Regions from separate parts of the Mus musculus genome. Here regions 2 and 3 are each linked to region 1. Evidence: chromatin contacts called from public ChIA-PET and promoter capture Hi-C data. All regions are on one chromosome and are shown on one strand. Each heading gives the region's core, a stretch centred on a gene start, on an enhancer-like site or on the middle of the called end of the contact. The rest is flanking DNA. Distances are from core to core; before and after follow the strand shown. Region 1 holds the start of Kcng3 (potassium voltage-gated channel, subfamily G, member 3). Region 2 overlaps LOC115488798 (a long non-coding RNA gene). Region 3 overlaps Eml4 (echinoderm microtubule associated protein like 4).

The links. Promoter capture Hi-C pulls out the DNA fragments that hold promoters and counts their contacts. ChIA-PET counts read pairs in DNA pulled down with a chosen protein or histone mark.
Region 2: a contact with region 1 is called in a promoter capture Hi-C map of trophoblast stem cells, with 2.7 times the contacts expected there. The contact joins the enhancer-like site here to the promoter of Kcng3 in region 1. A contact is called at or near these places in 10 of 39 promoter capture datasets (the 3T3-L1 cell line, the C10 cell line, the HPC-7 cell line and 5 more), 13 of 484 Hi-C or Micro-C datasets (B cells, the G1E-ER4 cell line, the P5424 cell line and 4 more), 3 of 115 datasets of contacts at active chromatin or transcription factors (embryonic stem cells and neural tube) and 3 of 9 other capture datasets (adipose tissue, embryonic stem cells and pancreatic islet).
Region 3: a contact with region 1 is called in an RNA polymerase II ChIA-PET map of memory CD8 T cells, with 44 read pairs. The contact joins the enhancer-like site here to the promoter of Kcng3 in region 1. A contact is called at or near these places in 9 of 39 promoter capture datasets (the 3T3-L1 cell line, the C10 cell line, the HPC-7 cell line and 5 more), 4 of 484 Hi-C or Micro-C datasets (cerebral cortex, cortical neurons, liver and 1 more) and 3 of 115 datasets of contacts at active chromatin or transcription factors (effector CD8 T cells, embryonic stem cells and memory CD8 T cells).

Annotation. Positions count from the first base shown.
Region 1 is chr17:83,628,963-83,633,506 of GRCm38.p6, forward strand. Kcng3 (potassium voltage-gated channel, subfamily G, member 3) reads right to left here and starts at 2,933. Exons shown (of 2, transcript NM_153512.1): 1 at 2,001-2,933. The coding sequence starts at 2,656.
Region 2 is chr17:83,484,782-83,489,054 of GRCm38.p6, forward strand. It overlaps LOC115488798 (a long non-coding RNA gene), which reads right to left. Exons shown (of 2, transcript XR_003952357.1): 1 at 1,497-4,273. Among named protein-coding and RNA genes, the nearest start is that of Gm46594, 14 kb to the left of the region's middle. Within about 2 kb of position 1,285, at least 6 of the 459 cell types and tissues checked have an H3K27ac peak or open chromatin away from gene starts, as enhancers often do. A contact at or near this core is called in trophoblast stem cells, where this site is marked.
Region 3 is chr17:83,451,253-83,455,568 of GRCm38.p6, forward strand. It overlaps Eml4 (echinoderm microtubule associated protein like 4), which reads left to right. Exons shown (of 23, transcript NM_001379374.1): 14 at 3,149-3,300. Among named protein-coding and RNA genes, the nearest start is that of Gm46594, 20 kb to the right of the region's middle. Within about 2 kb of position 2,534, at least 26 of the 459 cell types and tissues checked have an H3K27ac peak or open chromatin away from gene starts, as enhancers often do. A contact at or near this core is called in effector CD8 T cells and memory CD8 T cells, where this site is marked.

The DNA.
Region 1 (4,544 bases), core at 1,683-4,182:
CAAAAGGATGTAGACTCGTGTCAGTGGCCACAGGCTGGCAGGAACTGAGCGACTATGAAACGCCAGCTGCCATGTCTCTGTTACAGGAGGCCAGCGAGGGGCTTCTTGTGCAACGTGTGACATCCTTAATATTCCGCCATGCCATGGTTTATCTGGGATTACAGATACGGGCTTTCTTATACCTACTCATAGAAAGAAGCTTAAAACCGGGCCATTAAGCCAAGAAAAACATGCATATGCCTGAAATATCCGGGTATCTAGGAAACAGGTTGACTTGAATAATTATATACATACTTAGGATACATATACACAAACGGAGCCTTACTCTATCTTCTTCACTTCCTCTGCAGCCTCTGTTTTATCTGTCTCCTCCCTTCTGGGCTTCTTCAGTTTCTCTTTCTATCTAAATTAGCGTTCACCCTAATGCTCTACTCTAACCCTCTTTCTCCCCAATCCCCCTCCCTCCTTCAGAAAGGCTGTCACTCTCTTGGCTCCCCTTAATCAACTCCCTCACAGTCTAAACCTATCAGTCAGGGCTGCTGTAGCCTTGGCTAATGAGCTCCGTCCATCACTAACCTTCAAAGTCTACAGTTACTGACGAGTCCTTTCAAAGCCGGTCACTCGAGGCTCATTTTTCTATGATGCTTTCAAAAAAAAAATATTATCAAGGCCACTTTATTTATAAAGGAAAGTTAATTCATCGTATCAAGGAAGTACCAAGGAATCGATCCCTCTCTGTGAAGTGGAGACCCGACCCAACACACAAAACAGGACGTTCCTAAGTTTCTTCTTTTCAAAGCACAGGTCTTGGATTTCATGCCAAGATGGGATGCTGGCAATGGGCTCTGTGCTTCCAGTCCACGGTAGTTACTGTTAGGATTCATACAGAGAGGAAGGGATGCACTGCTGCTGGGTCTGCACTTACCACAGTCCCTAGCACACACAGGCCCATCGGGAAAGGATTACAGGACACGGTCTTGACTTGAAAGTGAAGGGGGAAAAAAATTAGGGCAGAAAATGAATGGGTGAAGGCTCCTAGAAGAGTTATCAAACAAAGGGTGAAAGAGAATATACAGTTTGGGTTTTATGCCCAAAATGGCTGTCTGCTCGGAAAGTCCAACTTTAGTCTGCTTATTCCTCCCACCAAATATGCAAAATAAACTCACTTGTTCTAAAAACAGGAGAGTGCTATCACCATTAAGAGATAAGCATGAGCTCAGGAAAGATTAAAGTGTTTTCTTTTCATCCTAGTAAAGTGGGGGGAGGCGGGAAGACACTTCAATGACCGAATCCTGTTTCTGGGTTTGGGGAAGTTTCGCTTTTTCTTCTCTCCCAAGGTAATAGCTGTTTTTGTTTTCTTCTCCACACTGAAGACCCTCTGAATGAAACTCCAAATCCTTAATGCCACACAGAGGAGAGGAATTTGCTAGGTCCACACTTGCTCGGAAAGGAGAGAGGAAAAAGGGCACAGGCACCCATTATTCAGAGTCTATCACTAAATTAGCCTCCTTTATAATACGGATTCCATCCCAGCACACATTACGCCGGGAGCAGGGTGTGCAGAATGTGTGGGCACTGAAGCAGACCACATTTCACCGAAATGAGACTTCATCTTTTCAAACACCACCAGTACTGGCACATATTTCAAAGAGCTCTTAGCTCAAACTGAATCATCGTGCAAATTATTGCGTGTTAGCAATAAAAGTTTGGAAAATCTAATTAGCAGGTTGCTATTTGGTCAGAACTAAAACACAAAGCCTGGAGGTTTTACTCTAAAAGGTGAGACCCAAGCACAACCACAGGCTGCGCCTGTGAAAAGGGGGCGGGGTTGGGGACCCATAGATTCCTCACACCCCTCGGCTGGAGCGCCAGGGACCTCCTGGGGCAGGAAAAAAGCCTAGCTGAGCTGCCAGGCAGACAGGACGGAGACCGGACGGACGGACGGCACGGATAGACGGGACTGGACGGACTGGACGGGCAAAAAAAGCAGTGCGTCCTACCCGGAGGGTTCCCTCCCAGGGCTGGCGGAGTACCTGCTCCGGTCATCCAGACTGCGGTTGTCAGCAACCGCCGCACGCCAGTCGGGCAGCGTGCTGGCGCACAGCACCACCATGGACACGATCACGAACACCACGGACACGCTGGCCAGGATCTGCGCGGCCAGCGACGACGTGGGCTCCTCGAAGGTCCGCCGCATGCGCTCCAGCCAGCGCCGGGAGGGGGCCGCCTCGGGTCCGGCGGGACGAGGCTGCTCGCGGCCCAGCTCGTCTGCCGCGTGAAAGGTGTGGGTGTCGGACATGCGGTCGTCTAGGCGGCGCTGGCAGCAGTACTCCAGGTGCGCACCCTCCAGGCCCCAGTAGATCATCTCGTTGTAGAAGGAGAGCTCGCACATCCGCGGCGCGAAGCGCAGCTTCCCGTGGCCGCGCACGTACAGCAGGATGAAGCCGAAGGCCTCCGAGTGTCGGTCGAAGAAGTACTCGTTGCGCTCCCGGTCGTAGTCGTCGCACACTTCGAGCACGTCGCGCTCCGAGCGGCAGCCGTGCAGCCGGCTCACGCGGCGCAGCGGGAAGTCCTTGAGCAGCTCCCGGGACAGCGAGTACCGGGCGCCGCCCACGTTCAGCACCACCGAGGCCGCCCCGCCGCGCCCGAAGGTCATGGCTGGCCGCCCCGGGGGCCTGCCCGCCGCGCGCACGGGGAGGCCGCGCCGTCGGGGCCCGAGCTCCCCCGGGGCTCGCGCCCCGCACCGCCCGCGTCCCCCGCGGTGTCAGTGCCGCCGCCCCTCGCTCCCGGGTTCGCCCTCCCGAATCCGGGTGGCTGGCCGCAGCTCCAGGTGGCGCCGGTCTCCCAGAGGGCGAACGTTAGCCGAGGCACCGTGGGCAGGTCTGCCCGGTCCCCGGCGCACGCAGCCCCGCCGCCGTCCAGAGGCGAAAGGCAAAGTGAGCCGGCTCCGGCGGCGAGGAGCGGGCTCCGGGAGGCGGGGGCGGGGCCTCCCTCGCCGTCCTCCTCCTCGCCCGCCGGCTCCGCGCGCTCCGCTCCCTCCGCGCGCACCTCCTTGCCCGCCCGCGCCCGCACCTCCCGGCTCGCTCCGGCTGGGATTCCCCGGCGCCCCGCCCCGGACCTCGGGCTCCCCGCCTCGTGACGCCGTGCGCCCCCGCCCGCAGTGGCCGGGAGGGGTGCGCAGGGCGTGATGCGAGCTGCGGGGAGCCCCGGGGCCATCCGGATGATGGACACACCTCCCCCAGGCTCCTTTAAAGAGTCCCCCGAAGGGAGGAGACAGGAGGGAAGGAGGGGTGCTGAGGTGAGGACCAAGGTGCGAGGTTTGAAGTAGGGAGCAGACGGCGTCTGGATGAGCCTTTGCCAGAGACTGTTGGAAACCCTGGTCGGCTTCTAAGGCCGCCCCAAAGGATTTCTCAAAGCAGGCAACCCAGTCGCGGCTTTGCCTGCAGACTTTGCGCTTCCTCTCCGCGCGTGGGGCACCCCACGTGCCGTGCGCTCCGAAGGCGGCCGCGCACCAAGCTCTCCCCACCCCCTGCTCCCTGAGGGATGCCATGGGCCAACGGACTCGCCCTAGTCCCCCATCTTTCCCAGCCTTGGGGTCCTAAGAAGGCGCCTACACCGCTCTCACGATGCCTCCGGTGGAGTCGGGTAGCAGTCTGGAGAGAATTTTCTTTCACTGGCAAGACCAGAATGTCTTATTGCCTCGATCTTGCATTCTCCTTTTCATGCTATCTCGATGTCCACTCCTTCCCTCCCCGTAGCACCCCCGTGCGACTGCGGCACCGGCCTTCAAATGCAGAGGCAGGGTTAAGGCTTGGTGGAGTGGGGTTCGACTTGGCAGGCATTATTTTAAACAGCAGTTTACACATCCGACACCGGCAACCCAGCCCGTCAAAGGCAAGAAACAGGTGAGTTATATATAAGGGAGACGGCGTTAGATGCAAAACAAACCCTGGAAATAAAAATGAATAGGGAGGGTGGAGGGGTGAGATGGGCTCCTGTGACCATGGAGTACCTGGGGAAGGGTTTTGCTTTCCCCCTCCACTTTCCTAATTTTGTAGGACTGCCCCGTGCCCGCTAGAGGTCACCATAAGGAGTCATTTGCTCTGCTTCTCGGATAGATGTTAGTGAAAACAGCCGCCTGCAAATTTGAGTTCTCTTTCTGACAAAGTCACCCTGGGTGGTTCTTAGAGAATGAAAATCTCCATAAGCTGTTTATCCCTAGACTTGGATCATTTTTTTTTAAGCACTTAATGTGATTAAAAGCTCAAAAACAAGAGTTATTTATCTGCTAAGTAGCTACTAAGCAAGGAAAACATCCTGAAGGAAGTGAATTCAATACGGAATGGAAGGAGGTGCTGGCAGAAGGAGCCAGGGACTCCGGGGGAGCAAATGCCAGATGTGAAAGATTAGCGACTGTAAAGAAAGCTAATGCATTTGTCTGGCTGGAACAACGGGAGTTCTAAGACCTGTGTCCATGCCGGGCTATCTGCAATGGGATCCCTGAAGCTTTAATAACAGAAGTGGCTAGATGAAAGCCTTAGTTT
Region 2 (4,273 bases), core at 35-2,534, 150 kb before region 1:
CATAAAAGAATCTTGTGCATCCACCTGCTCAGTGGGTGCTGAGCTCACAGGCACGTGCCACCAACTACAGGCCTTCTCCATGCTTGGCAGACTTTCTACCAATTCACCAAACTGCACTGACAGCAAAGCCTTTCTGTGCTTCTCTGACCCCATGTGTCTCTGACCTTGTGCACCAAAGGTGCCCTACCCCAAGTCATCAGATGACTTGGTGAAACTGGGTGGCATCTGTTGCTTTCCTGCCTGCTTTGCCATCACAGGTGTCTCAGAGAATTTCTTGCCATAGTGGCATCACAAAGGGATCTAGGGGTGAACTTCTGAGGTATGACACAGGTCACTGGTGGCAACCCAAGCCCTCTGACCTCATCTGGTCCATCCCAGTGATACATGTTGACTTGTTCTCATCCAAAATGCTTGGGGCCAGAAGTATTTAAAGGTTCAGGCTCTCTTGGTATTTTTTGTTTGCATACAAATTCATACACATAATGAAATATCAATGGATGAGATTCGAGACTAAACTTATATATATACACGGCTGGAAAGTAATTTTACACCTTAAATGTCTGCATCCTGAGTATGGTCTGTCATGTGAGGTCAGGCATGGATGGAGCCTTCCTCCCACTGGTGGCATCATCGTAGTAATCAAGAAGTTAGAAGTTTCAGGTTTGCCCAGTCTGTAGCAGTTCCCACTTCCCGCAGCAAATGGGGGACATGGCCATGGCTGTGCCGTGTCACTAGTGAGGCAAGACATCCTGTTTTGCTCCAAGAGGCACTGTTCACTTCTTATTCTTGGAACCGTCTCCTAAAGCCACCCCTGGCCCTGCTTTCCTAAGTGCCTGGCCTGAGCCATCTTCCTTTTTTGAGAACTAATCAAATGAAGGAGGATGAAGGATGAGCAGCCTCGTGAGGCTCTGCATAGCTGAAAGAGACCACCAGCTTTCTCCCAAGTGACTGCGTTGCAGGAAAAAAACCTGTTTTGTGTGACCTACTGTTCACTGCCTCAGTGTATCTCATCACCAGAATCATTAGCAAAAATGTTTGCTGGGCCTTGACATTTTCCATTTAGAAGATGAATTAATTCTGAACAAAGCCAAGAATCCCCTTAGTAGGAAGAGACACAATCCCAGAATCCTCCACCCCCACCCCCCCCCCCAGCTAGTAGATCAGCCCTCTGCCCCGGGGGGGGGGGGGTGAGGAATCTAACAGAAAACTCTAACCAGTCCCTCCATTATGTCATGTCGTTGCTGTCTGTAGAAATCACTAGATCTCTGTCACCAAGTGAGCCTTCTGGCCATAGTGACAAAGACCCAGTTTTAGCTGCAGTAATTACTTGGATCCTGTTGAAGTGTCGCCTGTGGTAGACGGAGGTGCTGCCTCAGCTTCTGGCCCCATGAGAAAAGAGCAATAAAGAAAGTTTGGGACTCTGCCTCAGTCTGCTCAGGCAAGGCCGGCCTCTGTGGCTATGAATGAATGGCATTCGCCATCTTGATTCATGGTACCTGAAAATCTGTCCCCTTGGGAGCACAGCAGTGTCTGTCCTGGTCAAGCAACGGGACACGCTGTTAGGAGCGCCAGGAGAGGCCACAGCTGGCTCCAGTAATGAAGCTGCCATTCACAGTCAACAAAGCTGAAGTCATTTCCCTGGGAAACACATTAAGATAGAAGAGTTTTCTTTATTAAATCATAGTAGTTGGTTCCTTTTTTCATTAAACATTAACGAAGTTAAACACCGAGATCTGTCTAAGGGGGCACTGAGGAAGCCAGATACAAAACACAGGAGACTTCATGGATACACCTTCTCCCTGTGGATCTCAGCAACTGCTTGCCCACACATTTCCCTCGAACCATATACAGTTTAAACAGTGACACCTCTTCCATTCTGGGGCCTTGGCCCCACCTCTGTCTGGAGAGCTGGGGGTGTTAAAGCAGGCTGGATCATCACTCCATGAGCTCTGAGGGCAGACAAAGGGTCCCCATTCTGTCTCCAATACCCCACAACAGAATCAAGGATGGCGGCATAGTATGTGCCTTGGAGGGCACTGGCTATGGAGATGAAACAAGTCCCTCAGCACAAAGTTGGGGTACCTACTCCAGGTAACCCCAGATTTGCTTACTGAAGACCTGCAGAAAAGGCCAGATAGGGGAGCCCCATGAAGAAGCACAGAAGACTTGTGGAGAGTGAGAGACATCCTAGGGAGCCAGAGAATCAACGAGGAAAGCCAAGCCAAGGCTTCACAACCCAACATCTGGGTCAGCTGGTAGCACTGCTGTGCATCCAAGCTTCCGAGCATGGAGACAGAGGCAGAACTGAATTCTCCCATGGAGTTAGGCTGCCTGCTCCAGTCTGGTCACCAACTACCCATTCAGACCACACTGAGGTTCCTCTGGACCTAAAGCACCAGAAGACAGGGAGGGAGAAGAGACACTCGGGCAAGTTATTATGTGTTCTCACCCTGTGCACCACCCACATACACATGATAATTCATTTTAAAGGCCTACCATATATAGCTGCCTTCCTGAGCCACTGGTACCAGGACTCAGGATCTCAGCAGCCAAGAAGGACCAATGTTACATGGGCCTCATGAGTTCTGGGGGTCTGGAGCTCACCTTGAGGAACCCTGTGTTGGCATAGACGTTAGCATGAGTTATAACACATCGGATCTGTAATCAACTGGAAAGAGACAGAAGTAAACTATGCTGGATTACCAGGAGTCCAGCAGCACTCAAGAAGCTGTCTTCTGCTATGGACACTACATCCAGCCGCCCCAGCCCCAAGCAAGGTCACCAGCACTCAAGAATGAGCACCCATAAAGGCTCAGAGTGAGCAAGGCCTACCTCAAACAGCACAGCATCCTCTCCATCTGACCTCACAGGGCTTCCTAGAACACCACTAGGCTTGCCTAGGCCACCTCAGCTCTCCCTTCACTTTACTTTAGCCTCTCCCGACACCCCGTGGCCTCTGTCCGAGGCTCAGTTCTCCCCCAACATCTGTGAGCAAGTCCCAAAAATGGGAGCTTCAGGCAGCTGGGCATGTACAAAGTTAGAAAACCATTTCCCAAGGACTACTTCAAGGAAGAGATGACACAGCCCCCCCCCCCAAGTATAAACAAAGGCTCCTCTGTACGAGTCTGCCTTAATTAGAATGGCAGGTCGTTGAGAGCAATTTAATGTTGGTTCATGAAAGGTTAATGAAATTCATGCTTTGGAAGTGTTGAAGACAACACAGACTTAACCAGAAACACAAATCTAACCTTTATTCTCTTTAATTATTCGGTCAGAATAATTTCCTTGGAGCTGGATTAGTCTCAAGATGGTTCTAATTAAACACCAGTGAACTTTGAAATCAACATCAACTCATTGAGATGCAACTCAATTTTCAAATTAATCTGCTGTGTAACCCAGAGGGTTGGTGGCCTGGATGAGGGCGGGGAGAGAGAGGGAAAGCTTTGAACCACTAGGGTATGCTTGGCTTTAGCCTCCAGTGGCAAAACCCTTCTATAACCCTCACTTGTACCATCCCAAAAGCTGGGCTAACCTGTGCCATCAGGTTTGTGGCCCCTGGCCCCGAAGTCCCCACAGTCCCCACACTCCCTTTCATTCAACATCTATCTACTGCCTCCCCTAACTTAGTCCATTACCCCCTCCCTATTTCCCTCCCTCCCCTTATTTCTTCTGCCCTCCACCACCACCACCCATCTCTGCCCTCCCTCTCTCTTCATCTCAGAGTCTGGCTAGCTGTGCTCTGTGTTTTCACAACTTTTTCCCACTGATGGGAAGCAAAGCCACCATTTCCCATGACCTGTGGTGGCTTCAGCTGCGTTCCATCAGAAGGTGACATGTGCAGTGACCAGAGATTCCAATCTGGCAAGTACATGTTGGGCTGGGTGGAAGGCCTGTCCTTTGGCCCAGAAGCAAAGCCATGTGATCATGACAAATATCAGTGACCACAGTAAAGGTTGGGACGAGGGAAGGCACAGTGTTCTGGGTGGGCTGTTCAGAACACGAGGAAAAAGATGTTATCTAAGGAATTCTTCTCCTAGACACCCTGCATGGCCCTTGTGGGCCATTTGTGTTTTGCAACAGTCCCCTTGGAAATCCTGTAACAGAATTCAGAACAGAACAAGCAGAACAAAGCCAGAGGCAATGCCACCTTCCAAGCCACAAACAGGCCAGGATGACAGCAGCCAGCGGCAAAGACTATATTTCATCCAGTCCCTCCTAACATAGAAGAGTCTAATGCAACCTGAGTTCCCTGAACACGAGCCCAAGGCTTGCC
Region 3 (4,316 bases), core at 1,284-3,783, 180 kb before region 1:
TTCACTCTCCTGAGCTGGTCCTCAGCAGAACTCATGGTCATGCTGTTAGGAAAGACAAACGGAGAGAATGAGCGAGCCATAGTTCTGTCCCTCCTTTCCTTTCCTACCTGCACCCCTCTTCCCAACCCTGCTGGGAGGGCTTGGCCTTCTTCCCACACATTAGCAAGGCACAAGCCAGGCACACAGGAAGAAGACGTTTTACAAATGTTTATCACCCTAACTCTTTGTCAGGCTCCTGTTCCAGAACTCAGAGGTCCAGCCTTTTGGCCTGCTCACTCAGCACGTCACGTGCACGGGCCTTCGCCTAGGTGGTAAGAGCCTGGCCTGGTGCTACCGTCTGCCTGCGTCTGTGTCTGTGTTTGAGTGGACAGAGCCTTCCAGCTGTCCTCCCTGGTCAGGCGAGATAACCTGCTGGTCATGGAGACTCTCTCTTGGCAATGAGAGGAACAGAAGAGCTTGCCATTAGACTTGGGTAGGCTTGGCCACACAGTTAAACCTCAGCATAAAGTCTTTAAACTCAAAAACAGTAATTTTTCTCAGCAAGTATTTCAAATGTTTAACCTAAGTTAGACTGACAGAATTATGGATTCATAAGAGAAAGATTTTTCAACTGTAATGTTTTATTTATAGTCTGTAAAAGAAACTTGGAATATGCTTAAATGTGAAACACAGCATTTTTTTTTAACTTAGTTACTATCTGGGCTTTGTGTCAGCATCCCAGCTTGAAAGGCAGTGAGTGGAACCGAGCCACTCACGTGATGGAGGTTTTATCCTGATGAGACAGTTCTTTAAGTAACAGGGTGGCTGAATTAAGAACAGAAAACTTTGATTTTCCTTTGTGCATTTTTCACAGGGAGCCATGGTGTTCACACCTGATGTTTAATGGGTGTTTGTGTTAGACAGGGTCTGACTGGTGGACCTAACTGACTGACCTGGAACGCATAGAGATCCACAGTCTATGCCGCCTGCGTGCAGGGAGTAAAAGTGTGTGCCACCATGCCTAGCTGTTTTTGCAATTTCTTTCCTTTTGGAGGTGGGGGTTAATTGGGGGTATGGCATGTTTCAAAACAAGATTTTTCTGTGTAGCCCTGGCTGTCTTGAAACTAGCTCTGTAGACCAGGCTGGTCTTGAACTCAGAGATCTGCCTGCCTCTGCCTCCCAAGTGCTGGGACTTAAAGCACGCACCACCACGTCTGACTAGTTTTGTAATTTCAAAACTACTTACTACTTGGACCACGTACAAGAAGGGAGAGCTTCGATATGCCTGCTCACTGTTTACACTCTTTTCCTTCCTCTGTCCTTGACTTAAGGGACTCGGCAGTGCTCAGAAAATTCACATTTTTTTAGATGTCCTTTCTCTCCTGGGCACCTGGGTGCAGTCAGCAAAGATGGATAAATTGTGTAGACAGACATCCACTGATCATACTGTGTTGCTCAAGAGGTGGGTTGTGTTTAGCTGGAGGCAGTAGATGGGAGCAGTAGGTCCATTGCGCCTTTCTACCAGGGACGCACCGCAGCTCTCACGGTCAGCTACGGCTGAAGACATTTTAGTGATGCCAAACCCTTGTTAATTTCAGCTAATTTTGCAAACTTAATGACAGCTCTAATAGAAAAGTAAGTTAATCTCAGTAAGAGCCTTGTTGATACATCGTTCACATGACATAAAGTGTGCTCCTTTTAAGAGTGCAGTCAGTAATGCTTGCTATATCCACTTATGCTCTTTGTCGGGGTCTACTAGGAAGGAGCCGTGCACCAATTAGCTTTCCCCATCTCTCAAAATAAAGTAAAATGTGTGGCTTTAGATAACTAGTTTTTTATTTGGCTTTTTGTTTTCTAACATTTTTCGCTATATAGGCCAGGCTGGTCTAGAACTTACTGTGTAGCCCAAACTGCCTCCTAGGATTATAGGTGTGCTCTACCATGACTGACGATAACTGGCAGTTTAACTTGGCAAGTTCCTAAGGTCCATCCTTCGAGACTTGTTGTCCCTTACCTCCCCTTGACCTAGTGTTCAGTCATCTAGGCACAGCCCTGTTCTACTTACTTACCCAGTCATCAGTTGCTATGCAATTTTTAAAAATGAGTGGTTTTTAAATCTTTTTTTTTTCTTCCCGTTTTTCCACAAGAGCTAAGGCTATTTTGTTGACTTTTGCCATGTTTAAACAAGGCTCTGGCTTCCATTGTGAACCTGGTAACGAATTCTGTAAGGCATTATCTCCCACAGGCTGGCTGTCCTCATGTCTCATTAGCCTCCCTTGACTGCTACAGCCCTGCCCTGAGTAAGCGACACGGACTTGGTTTGGATGAAGTCATTTCTTTTGTTTCTCAGCAGATTAGAAAGGAGAATTCAATGTTTATTAGTGATTGCCATGCCCTGAGCTTACAGAGGCTTTTGCAAAGCTCCAGGGACACTGAGGTGGGAGGCTGGGATCCTGGCTACAGCTTTACCGATACCTGGGATCCTTGCTTTGCAAACTCGTCACACTCACACTACTCTAAAACTGCACAAAGCTATCACGGGAGATGACGCTGACGTTGGTGCTGAGCTGCACTTTATATCCCCTGTGGTCTGAACAGGAAGCACTGTTGCAGCAGCTTACAGGGTTGTTTTTTGTTTTGTTTTTTTAAGGATGTATCTTGTTTATTAGTGTTCTTGCCTAGCTAGCATGCACAAGGCCTTGCTTTGATCCCCAACACTACATAAACTGAACATTTGGAAGGTAGAGACAAGATATTTAAGGCCATCCTCAACTACATTACAAGTTCAAGGCTAGCCTGGGATAACAAGAAGACCCACTTAAAAACAACTTTAATGCCTCCCCAACTCCACCAAACACAGAGAGGGAGAGAGACATACAGAGAGACAGAGACAGAGATTGAGAGAGAAAGGCTGTTGCTTACAGGGTTTTTAAAGAAAATATTTGTAGAGTGCATGATCCTGCTGTAACTGTAAAGGACTACATTCAGTCTGAAGTCTCTGTGCCTGCCATGTTTCTGTAGCTTACTGGGACCAGGTTCTTGCTTAGGGAAATGTGAACTGTCTGCGAATTCACCCTGTAGCTCTGCTAAAGCTGGTTTCCAGAGAGATACTAAAGTCTAATAAAACGTGTTTATTTCTCGTGTTTTCATTTTTTTCTTACCATATTAGGTGTGTATCAGATCAACAGACAAATCAAAGCTCATGATGGCAGTGTGTTTACACTTTGTCAGATGAGAAATGGGATGCTATTAACTGGAGGCGGAAAAGACAGAAAAATAATTTTGTGGGATCATGATCTGAACCTTGAAAGAGAAATAGAGGTAAGGCTGGGAATGGAATCTTAAAGCAAAACTCTACTCACAGCCGGGCGTGGCAGCACACGCCTGTAATCCCAGCACTGAGGAAGCAGAGGCAGGCGGATTTCTGAGTTCGAGGCCTGCCTGGTCTACAGAGTGAGTTCCAGGACAGCCAGGGCAACACAGAGAAACCCTGTCTCAAAAACAAACACAAACAAACAAACACTCTACTCATGCATTTTGTCCCATTTTGAGATAGCTTTTCTGGTTCCTTCTGTTCATTCCCTCCCCATAGGAAAGCATTTGTTACAACACAGAGGACTCTGCTCTAAACAGAATAATGTGGAGTTTGAGGGCTTTATTATGCAGTGCAAGAAATTAAACTCAGGGTCTGTCACAGGCTAGGCAGATCCAGATAAGCAGAGACATTTTAAAACCAACCCTTCCTGAGGAAGAAACGTGCCATCTCTCATTCTGTGGATCAGTTATCAGTGTGAAGGACACTGGGCGTATGTCACATAGTGTGTGAATGAAATGGTCTCACAAGGAGACCTGAGAATGGCCATTGTAATACTTTACAATCCAGTCATCCCTTCATTTCTGTAAGGGAGTAGTCTCTAGTATCTGCATAGATGCTAGAATCTGTAGGTACTGAAGTCCCTTACCCACTGTAGTCAAGTATTTCTATGGACTTAAACTTTAAATTGTCTTTGTATTGCTTACCATACCTGATACAGTGTGACTGCTATGGAAGTATTTTACTGAACTGTATAAGAACTAATCAATGGTGGGCAGGGGTAGGGTGGATACACACTCAGTACATACATACATACTCAGTACACACATACATACTCAGTACACACATACATACTCAGTACACACATACATACTCAGTACATACAGAAGGTTTTTCACCTCAGTATTTTCAGTCCATGGATGATTTAGCACTTGAATACAGAGTCTACAGATTAAAGGGCCAGCTGTGTTTTGATTTGCTGTAATTTTTATCTTTCGGTCCCTGAATAGGGAATAAATGTATT